Linked DNA regions of Mus musculus: region 2 is linked to region 1. Evidence: chromatin contacts called from public Hi-C data. All regions are on one chromosome and are shown on one strand. Each heading gives the region's core, a stretch centred on a gene start, on an enhancer-like site or on the middle of the called end of the contact. The rest is flanking DNA. Distances are from core to core; before and after follow the strand shown. Region 1 overlaps Nrp2 (neuropilin 2). Region 2 overlaps Gm35252 (a long non-coding RNA gene).

Region 1 (5,247 bases), core at 1,009-3,508:
GAAGAACGCAGATTCCTCCCCACCCCCACCCTCGCCCCCCAGGGCCAGGGCTTAGCTGGCTGCTTGTCATATTAGGGCAACTTCTTGGAATCCAAAAGAGTTCCTTCCTAAGGACCAAGGGAATTCATAAAGCAACCCTGCCCCCCACCCGACCATGCCCACGATTCTTTCAGGCACTGAGTACTTGGCCTTTCTTAGTATTTAATGGTGGTAGCCCATAAGCTGGAATATTCTACAAGGTCTTCACTTTCAGAATACATCCAAGCTTGGTACCTTGTCTGAATGTCAGGACTTTCAAGAGCTGAAGCACTCCATGAACAAGGACCCAGAAAGGGAGCATTTAAAGAGAGTAGGGTTGTGTTTCCTGGGGAAGCACAGACTAAAGGTCTTAATTGATATTCTCTCTCTCTCTCTCTCCCTCTCCCTCTCCCTCCCCCCCCCCTCTGCATCTGTCTATCTCTATCTCTTTCTTTCCCTCTCCCTCTCCTTTTCCCTCCCCCTCTCCCTCTCTGTCACTCTCCTTTTCTCCCTCTCCCTCTTCTTTTCTTCTTTCCTCTCTTCTTCTCTCTCTCCCTGTCTCCCCCTTCCTCTCTTCTCCCCCCCCCATCTCTCCCTTCTCTGTTTGTATTTGAATGCACCACAGTGCACAACCCCTGGTGTCAGTCCTTCTATCTTGTCTGAGACAGTGTCTGTTTGTTCAGTGGAGTGTACCTCAGGCTATCTCAGAAACTTCCATTCTTTTTCCCACCTACTTGTAGGGGTACAGTACAGGTGGGTTTGTAGACCTGTGGTTTTACTTCCGTCCTGGGGTCATCAGGCTTGTGAGACAAACCTTTTATACACTTAGCCATCTCCCCAGCCCCCTGGACTCCTTAACGCCTTATGAGTAAAATGCTTCTAAGTCATAGAACGGAAATGAGCTGTGTCCCATCAGGGATAGATGGAGCACGTGTGTCCACACGACAGCAGGAAGGTGTTAAACTGAATGTGAGATGTTCTTGACAGCTGGGGATGTGTCCTGGAGAACACATTGCCAGTGTGGCCTGTGGAGCCCCTTTCTGAAGGGAAGGGTGGGTGGCATGGAGTCAGGATGTTTCCACATACTTCCTCTGGCCAGTGCTAGTAGTCACATGGGTTCCCACTCACGATCCAAGACACTATCTCATTTTATTTCATCCTCTGAAGATTGGCACAGAAGACCTGTGCCAATGGGAGGGGCACATGATGGACAGCTGGGAACTGGCTGGTTTCTAAGGGAAAGCATCTTATTTCAAAGAATGTCAATGTCAATACCACCACACCCCCAGGATGAATCCTGCTTCTTTTTGTATCTTGCACTGGGTTCCCAGGTTTATGGTGGTCTTTAGTCTATGGAAGGCAGTGTGTGGCATGGCATCAGTAGCTTGACTGAGCTCTTGCTATATCCCTGTTCCCATGCAAAGTGCTCTACAGGGCTTAGCCTTACAACCTCATGCAGTAATACCATTATTATACCCAGTATACAGATGGAAAGACTAAGGCTTTCCAAGACTTAGAGCCTCCAGCCAGGATTCCACCACAGGTGACAAGGAGCCAGCAAGTTTACTCAGTCCCATCTGTGTCCAGAGCCTACTTCCATCACTCGGTAGCAGTGGACCTGGAAGCATGACCTCATATCTCTGAGCTTCAGAGGGAAAATGGGCTTGATGCGGATGGGGGCACATAGCTAATTCCAGCACTGGAGAGCATCGGGCAGGACGATCATGAGTTCAGGGCCAACCTGAGCTACTTAGCAGGGTGGAAGGGGAAAGAGAGATAGAGACAGAGAGAGAGACAGAGAGGATGAGGGAAAGAGAAAGGTGATATTCCTGGGTGCACAGGGATGGGTACGAACCACAGCTAAGGGTAAAGCCGTGGTGTGGTGTCTGTCATCTGTATCTGCTCAGTTTGATCATCCTTATCCTCTGCTTTTTTGGTTCCCTTCCTTGTGCATTTCCAGGTCTGTTTTTCCTTCGCGGTTCCTGGTTCTAATCAGGCCTCTGTCATGACAGGCAGCGATGTTTTGCAGCTCTGGCATCTCTCTGACTGATGTCCCTGCTAATTCCTTAAATTTACATATCATCTTTCTTCCCTGGAGTTCATAGCACTTAACAGACAAGTGGGGCACAAATGATTTAACTGAGTGAAATCCAGAGGCCTGCTTGTCTGGAGACTCTGCAAACCCGTGGATTAGCTCAGATGTCAGCGCTGAATTATGATCCTTCAGCTGCTCGTGCTTAGCACGCCACCAGCATTAACTCGATTCCTGCCGCGGCCCTGTAAATCATGCATAGTGATTACCAGCCTACTGTGAGAGAAGGGAGGAGAGAAGAAAGGAGAAAGACGCAGGCTCTGGAGACTGCACCAGTTGTCTGGGGACCCTTTGGCCTGGTTGAATTCTAATGACAGGGTCGGGAGATAAGATAGACCCAGATGAAAATCCTTGCAGCCCGCCATCTCACACCCCAGACACATTTGGCTTTCCCGGTTGTAACCGTTCTGCTATGACTCCTTTGCTTAAGAATGCAAATTCACACAAGTGACAGAATTTCCGCCAAGCAATTCTCAGGCAGCAAGTGGGTCTTATTTGTGAAGCTGTGAAGGGAGAAAGCTGAATAAGAAACTTCTCGATTCTGCTTTCCTTTATAGATGGGGTGGAAAGGGTAAGGGCTTGGAAGTTCCAGGAGCGCAGGGGATCAGGGGGACCCTCACTGGTGTCTCAGTCTACTGGGAGCCTCCACAGGTGACCCCAATATTAGCTTACCTCATCTTTAAAAGGGGCCTGCTGGCTCAGGAAAACAGTCGGTGGCAAAGGGATTGTGTGAACTGAAGACTTGGCAGAGGCTAGCAGATTCTCTCTTCTCATTATATACCATTCCTTCTCATCTGTGTGTTTGCCATTCATTCATTTATTCATTCATGGGATAAGATTTCTCAGGGTAGTGTGATATGCACGGACTAAGGAGAGGAGAAAGATGCGATATTCAACCTTCTGTGTGCAAGACAATCTGTGATAGGCGATTGAAGATGGCTCACCGGGTAGAGGTGCTTGCCACCAAACTTGATCTGGGACCCACATGGTGGAAAGAAAAAACCCAACTTCTACAAACAATCCTCTGGCCTCCTCATGTGCATTGTGGCACACTCTTGTGCACAGCACGTGCACACATGTGAGCATACACACGCATGTTAAATAAATAAGTACTTTTTTAAAAATCTGAGATATAGGAAAGACACATGACCCTGTTAAGGGTGACAGGTAGTGGGTAGTCACTATGGAAAAGTCTAAACTCCTTTTAAAGGTAAGCAAGATCAGGAAGGAGGGGGTGACTATTGCCCGTGCCAGAATGGTTAGAAGTTGGCAGCAGAGCCAGGCTAGGTGGAAAAAAGGAAGAGCAAGGGGCTTCAGGGTCAGTGAGGCTGTGAGGCAGTAGGCTCAGGGGGGAGAGGGTTTGCCTCGGACAGGGAGGGGTTGCAAGGATTTGGGGCAAGATGCTTTTGGGCAACTCAAGAGTTTACTGTAGGAAGGTGTGGGATCCCTCATTTAAGTTTGGGGTCTCCCTACCTCTGAACCAGCATTTCCTCCTTGGACAAGACACTTAAACCTTTCTTGGTTTCTCCATCAAGTGCAAAGTAAAATTAGGAAGTCTTAGCTCACAGGTATAGACCAAGGACGAGGTGATATCTTGCGTACCAGTGTGCTTTGTAATCTGAAAGGCATTATGCAAATCTGAGTTGTAATTATTATCATTAATAGTGATAGCAGGAAGATCGGATGTGGAAACAGAAGGCTGGAAGATCACCCTATGTCTGGTGATGCTATCAGCATCCCCTCCTCGTCAGACCCCATCATTAAAGCTCTGTTCTCGAGGCAGCCTCCCCTTCCTTATCTCTGCCTTGAACAAGCTGCTGGTGGAGGCTCTGTGGTAGGCTTAGCCCCTCACCTAACAAGATAATGCCAACAGGTTTGATAGCAATGAATCTGAGATCCCCTCCCTGAGAGGGCATGGATCCAGGCTTCTGGAACCCTAGCTTGTTCCAGAAACGCCAGCAAACCCAAGGTACTCACCATTCCTACTGACTGAGAACCTCTACTTGTGGCTCAGACTAAAATAGCACCAAATTAACAAGACCCTGAAGTGTCTGGCCTGCTCACATTCTAAGTTGGTTACACAGTGAAAATATGTCCCTGACCCGCTTGCAGAGGAGTTTAGCAGACCATGACCCATGCTTCAGGGCCCAAGATCATGGGAATTCTTCCTCCTCTGAGCGTTTGCTCTCTATACACAGGCTGGAGTTCCCCATCTCCATACCTGTGCCTGTGAGGCAAAGGTGCTGCCAACCATAACAAGAGCTCAGCCTTCTGCATAAGTATCAGATGGATTTAAGCCCAGTCTGCCAAGAAGGCCATTCTTGAAACATTTGGACAGTGAACCCTTGACTTCCCAGAACACATACATTCTCTGCTGAAGACACAGCCTTTGTTAATGACAATGGCCATACCTTTCTAACCACTGGAGCTGTATGTGAATGGCTGCTTGAGAAAGTCAAGTCCAGGAACAAAGTGGGATGGCCAGCTACTCCATCCCTGATCTGCTTAGAGTTGACTTGAGTGTCTGCATGATAGTTACTGAGGCTTAGGCACCATCTAGCAACCCTGGCAGAGACAGAAGGTTTTTAATGTCTTCCATTTGGACAGTGCCCAGCCTGACAATACCTGACCAGAGTCACACTCCAATCTGGCAGCCACCTCATCCTATAATCTGTTCCCCTGTAATTCAGTTCAGGAGGCTGCACTGGCCCATTGGGTAAGCCAGAGATGAGTAAGACATGGGTCAGGCTGCTTCACTCTAGGGAGAAAAGACAAGTGTGTACACAGCCAGGATTTAAAACTGACCACCCCAGGGGGTGTATATGAAAGACATGGCACAGAGAGCCGAAGGGGAACCAGTGTGACTTAAGGATTGAAGAAAGGGCTTCAAGAAGAATGAGCATTTGACTCAAGAGTCTGAAAGGGCCTAAGAAAAGAGCACAGTAGACCCAGCATAGTGGCACACACCTGTGGTCATAGCACTGAAGAGGCAGAATCGAGAAGGTTGTAAGTTCAAGGCCAGCCTGATCTACATAGCAAGCTCCAACATATTTCAAAACACTGAAAACAGCCCAACTCCTGTCCATCTTTCTGATGGAGAGGCCACAGTTACAAAGTGGGGTATTTCCCAAGCATTT
Region 2 (5,381 bases), core at 2,001-4,500, 130 kb after region 1:
ATTAATATTCCTATCCAATTCTGTCAGGCAGGGTAGACTCCGGAAAGCCACTCAGTAGTGGCAATAACAGCCGTGGGGTGGTAACGTGAGTTCCCTGGATGTGAAAAAGTTTTGAAAAAAAAAAATGTTTTCGGAGAAGTTCTTAAGGGATGATTGACTTGAGTAGGTTCAGCATAAAACTCCTTCGGACACCTGTGAAATGTTGAGGCTAATTGGGGCTTCTGCTGCTGATTGTGAAGGAGTCTGGGGGGTTGCCGCATCTCCTCCACTGCATCCCAGCTCCTTTGCTGCACCCCCTTTCATGGGGGGCTGTTAGTGTATCGGATGTAAAGGGTATTAAATGGAAGCGTGCTTTTGTGTGGAAGTCATTACTGTGAACACCTGTTCACTGTTGAGTTTAATTGGACTACAGCTGGTGCTGATTGTGTGTGAAGGGAGGGCTGCCCTCCTCCCACTGAGGCTCACACTGTCAGTGGTAACAGTGGGGAAGTCAGCGTTCCGACGTGAAGTTCAGCTCACGCGCAGTACAGTCAAGTAGTCTATGCCCTGCATGGTTAGTTGCCTCTGAGGGGCACCGTGGTAAAGGTAAACAGGAGAGAAGAAAATTTAAAAATTAAACAAACAAACAAAAAAAAAGGTGTCATGTTTTGCCCTGCTTTATTTGCTCAGCTCAGCTCTGTACAAAGAAATTCAGGGGAATATGGAGACAATGACAGACATACATGCATAATCACTTACAAAAAGAACAAAGGAATGGCAAGCTTGCCTAGAGTAATACTCCAGCAATCTTAACTCTTCTCCTATTTCCAGAGGTGATAAGAGTGGACCAGATGTAAGGAAAACAGCAATAGCATTGCTCGGCTAATGGTAGATTAATATTACATTCTTGATTGAAGCATAGGAAAAAAAGAATACGTCTGTAACCTTTAATAATGAGTGTTTTTAAAAAGCTCAAATTGTTGACTTAAAAAGAACAATGCTGACGTGCTTATTTCATTTAGATGTAATCCACATTACTTATTCATTTAATATCAAAGTGCGCTGAGACAATGGAACTCTGAATCCCCTTTACACAGGCTCTTGCTCTCCATGAATATTAATATAATTAGCTTCTAGAGTTATGAGGATGACCCAAGTGTCCCAGACATGGCAGTAACTCTGAAAAGCCACACCAGTGCTGCTGGCTCTTGGATTTTGACACTGACTTTTTCAACCGAGTATACAGAGAGCAAGAATGGGGGTGTGGCCCATTTTTGGTAGAGGAGACACACCTGCTCTTGAGGATAATGAGTCAGATAAATCATTTTTCCTAAGCACTGTGCCAACGCTGAGGATGTAGTCCAAAGATAGAGTGTATACCTACTATGCACACGGTCCTGGCCTTGATGCCCAGCATGATGGGGGGTGGGGAGGAGAAGACACTATCCCAAGACTCCATCATCTGCTGCTTTGGTATCTTCATGTTCTCATTGTCCATGGATATAAAAGTCACTTGACCATTTGTGTTTGCCAGTCCTGGAGCCCATGTTTTATGTACCTCTGTCCATTTCCCTAAAGCCAACAACAGGCTTGACATAAAAAAAATAATAATAATAAAATAAAACAAAAACAAAAATCACCCTTTCCTGGTTTGAGCTCAACAACTTCTCTACAGGGTAATACCCTTGGTCCTTGGAGAGGCAGCCATCCTGAACTGCACGTGGACCCCTCAGAGCTCCAATCCAGCTTGCTTGTGTCTAGCTGTGCGGTCTTGGGTGAAGTCATTCCACCCCTGTGGATAGAAGTAGATGAAAAAAAATTTGCAAAATGCTTTGTCAACTGCGAAGAGCCTTACAAATATAGAGACGCTCATGACTCAAGGGGCACATTTCAGTCAGACTGAAAACAGATTTTTCTGCGTGAGAAACTGTGTTGCTGTGAAAGGCGACAGTGGGAGCTCGAAGGGTGGGAAGCATTCGCCCTCGCCTCCATTCTCTTTTGATTCCTTATGATTAATGATTCTGTTTAAAACAGACACCAAATGTGGCTTTGCTGCTGATCAATAGATGTTCCTCCCAAATGGTTTCTATTTCGGTTCTCGGTCCTTAACCAAATCTTACCATTGTGTTCTCTGAGGAAACACATCTATACACACACACACACACACACACACACACACAGAGGCACACCCTCTGTTTTGCAGCACAGATGGCATGCAGTTTGAGTTCATATAAATGAGGTCAGAGGTACTTCCTCCAGTACTGGCATGGTCTTTGTAGAGCTAAGTTATTCCCCTCCCAGTATGCCCAGTAGGTGGAAAACATAATATGCCCTTGTTTCGATGGTAGAAGCAAATCCAAGCCCTTGGGAATTGCACTTTGGGAACTGAGGTCTAAGGACTCTATATCTGTGCTCATCCCAGGGCCACTTTGCTATTTGAAGACTGTGGCATGTACTGGGTCAGCTACTTTGGTCTTAAATGATCACACATAGAGTCAGGCTAGAAGAAGAAAGAAAAGAAAAAAAAAAAGATTGATGTTCATTTTCCTGAATTAAGAAAGGGAACCGTACATGCTGAACTTCCAAGCTGTACTGAGTGTGGCGACTTGGGCCTGGATGAGAAGTATTGCTATCCTGACTGCCTCCTTGAATCAACCCAAAATCTTGGCTTGCTGGGAGCCACACACGACGGGGCATTAGTGTCTCTGGGAGTGATGTAACAACACACTTGCCTTCTTTGGGTTTAATGTGCAAGGCTATGCCACACCTCTTCCCCCACCCCAAGAAAAAGTCCAAATACAGGATTAAAAGCAAAAAGCTGAGCCCAGGATACCACATAGTGGCAGCAATCTCCAGTGTGTGCATCTGGCCAATTGTAGAGCCTAGGGAAGAGATGCAGGATGTGCATGACTAAAGCCACGAGTCCCGGGTGATGCAGCATCTGAAGACACAAGATAAACACACCTTAGTCTGGACCGCTGGTTGTCACATGCCTGGCAGAATTCCTGGGGCTACTCATCTGACACTTGTGGTGGCTTGTATCAATTCTGTCCAGAAGCCACTGCTGGCAATTAGCCCTGCCCATCTGCTCTCCACATACTCAAGCCACTCCCACAAATCTGGACCAGTTCCCCTTCATGTGGGGCGGAACATCTAGACAGGTCCGTATCTATCTTGGTGAGCCTCTTGCTAAGCAGGCTTCCCCAGACAGTGCCATCCCTGTCTCCTGTAACAGCTCGTGAAGCCTGGTTGCATGGCAGGAAGAGACTGGGTGGGCGTGTGTGCCTCACACGCAGCTCCCTCCCTGAACAAAGCCACATGTTGCCATTCTCTAGGGCTGCTCGACTTCACTCAACTAATTTGGAACAGTGCTCTTGACACCAGAGTGAGTTTTTATCCTGCTCTGTGGCCCAGGCGCTCCGCCTACGGGAGCATCAGCAAAATCTGATCCACCCATTTGGTTGTTATCTGCAGCCTAGCCTGGACTTGGTGGGTTTGTCTGCATCCTAGAGATGGTACCATTCTCACAGGAGAGGCATTCTAGTGCCTGAGAAGAACCATCCAGACAGATCCCTATGTACCATCCTGACTCCTGCTGAGAGGAAGGGAAGTTGAAATAACCATTGCCTAATGGTGGTCTGATCATTCCAAAATTTTTACTAAAAATACATACTCCTGAGGATCTGGTGATTCCGATCCAGGAAAATGGAGTAAGTCCCTGGAATTTACATTTATACTAAGTGCCCTCCCCCGGGTGAGCCAGGAACCTTATTTGGAGAAACTACCTGGGGAGGCCGGCTGTGCCATAAGGCAAGGCTCAGGGCCCGTGTCTGGTGAGTCAGCTTTTCTCAGGTTGCCTGCTGACACTAAGTGTCCAGGAAACACCCTGTCTCAATAAATAAAACCCAGTGGTAACAAGAGAGATTCTCCAGTTTGCTGAGGGCACTGTTGGATGCATCTTTCTGGGAAAAAATCTAATAACTAGTGAAATGGAGCGACAGAGTTCAGACCTTTAGCACGGCAATTCCAATTAGGGAGAATATACACTATAATCATGATAGGGAAAAGTGCACTGTTTCATTAGAAAGGCACTTCAGATAAGAGAGAATTGGGGGTCCCACAGACAACATGAGATAGAAGGAGAGCTGGGGTACCTGGGATGAGCTCTCTCTGGGCACCGAAGTGTGTGTATAATCCAGGAGAACATAGCTGAACCCCATCGGCTCCCACAGAGCATGAGGATGCATGAGCTAAGACTGAGTTTGCACACGCAAGGCTTTGGGTGGTTAGTGGTTAACGTGCAGTTGGTTCTTTTTATGTGCAAAGCAGCTCACATTCATAGAAACTAAATAAAAACAAATGAGGCTGCTGCCGCGTGGCTGGCCTGGAGCTCCTGGTAAACATCTCAGGAAAATGATGGGGAGAGGCAGAAAGCTGGGCTAGGAGCAAAACCATCTGAGACAAGCATTAGCTTTGACAGACAGAGGAAATCACTCACAGATCCCCGGGTTTCTCCAGTTTCCTCCTTTATGCTCCCCTAGGCAGCTCTGGGGCAACCTTGGGGTTCTGTATCCCCAATCTCCCTTCCACTCTGGATGCCTTCCATCACCCAGGGTCTCCTTGGCCAAGGCCTCCTGAGCCCAAGGCAGCTGAACCAATGCAGAAACGGCCCTCCCCAGGAACACACTGAGCAGGGATGTGCTCTGCACATAAGAGTGTGCTCTGATATGCCCTGGCCAAGCCCTCTTTGTCTCTGTTGGTTCTCACTCTGCCCATTTTCCTTTTAGAAGCCCTAAAGGGCACTGCTCCAGGCATTTCTTCCTTGGGGGTCTGTGGACTTAACAGAGTGGCATCACTAGGGGCAAACTATCCATAAGCGGCCTTATAAATGACTCAAGGGCTGGCAAGAGCAGTGCGTGCAGAGGGTGAATCAGGAAGAGCGGAGAAAGTGGTTTCTAAAAGGCCATGCAGCCGTTTCCCTCCCCGCCAAACAGCATTAGCAGTAGCACATCTCCCCAAGCTCAGGAAAGGTGGCCAAAGCAACAGCATATTGAAGCACTATAGCTTTGGCGGCTGGTGCCTTCAAAAACAAAAACAAAATGTAGCAACGTCGCTAAGCCGGTGTCTGCTAACAGCTCTAAGATTGTCCACCTGGGAGACATGTACCAGGCTTGCTCTTTTAGAACGAGAAAAGCATTTAATACATTAGCATCGCCTTCCAGGTCTCACAAAGGATGCCCTTTGGCCATTCCTGGAGCCAGATAGTGAGGCGGTCCTCGGACATTAGAGATGGGGGTGGGACAGGTGGGGACTGGAGCAGCAACTAGGAAGACAAAGTCACACCCCTGGGCCAAAGTCCTCAACTTTAACCCTACCCCTGTAGGGCACATTCAGGAAATAGA

Evidence for each region. A called contact is a pair of places that touch in the nucleus more often than the background predicts.
Region 2: a Hi-C map of the N1E-115 cell line shows a contact between it and region 1, with 3 times the contacts expected there. The contact joins two enhancer-like sites. A contact is called at or near these places in 1 of 39 promoter capture datasets (hippocampal neurons), 5 of 484 Hi-C or Micro-C datasets (the G1E-ER4 cell line, the N1E-115 cell line, forebrain and 2 more), 4 of 115 datasets of contacts at active chromatin or transcription factors (embryonic basal ganglia, embryonic stem cells and neural progenitor cells) and 1 of 9 other capture datasets (embryonic stem cells).

Annotation. Positions count from the first base shown.
Region 1 is chr1:62,778,018-62,783,264 of GRCm38.p6, forward strand. All of the region lies in intron 12 of Nrp2 (neuropilin 2), which reads left to right. Among named protein-coding and RNA genes, the nearest start is that of 4930487H11Rik, 14 kb to the right of the region's middle. Within about 2 kb of position 2,259, at least 18 of the 459 cell types and tissues checked have an H3K27ac peak or open chromatin away from gene starts, as enhancers often do. A contact at or near this core is called in the N1E-115 cell line, where this site is marked.
Region 2 is chr1:62,905,536-62,910,916 of GRCm38.p6, forward strand. Gm35252 (a long non-coding RNA gene) reads right to left here. Exons shown (of 4, transcript XR_865480.1): 4 at 641-1,771. Among named protein-coding and RNA genes, the nearest start is that of Gm35252, 48 kb to the right of the region's middle. Within about 2 kb of position 3,251, at least 29 of the 459 cell types and tissues checked have an H3K27ac peak or open chromatin away from gene starts, as enhancers often do. A contact at or near this core is called in the N1E-115 cell line, where this site is marked.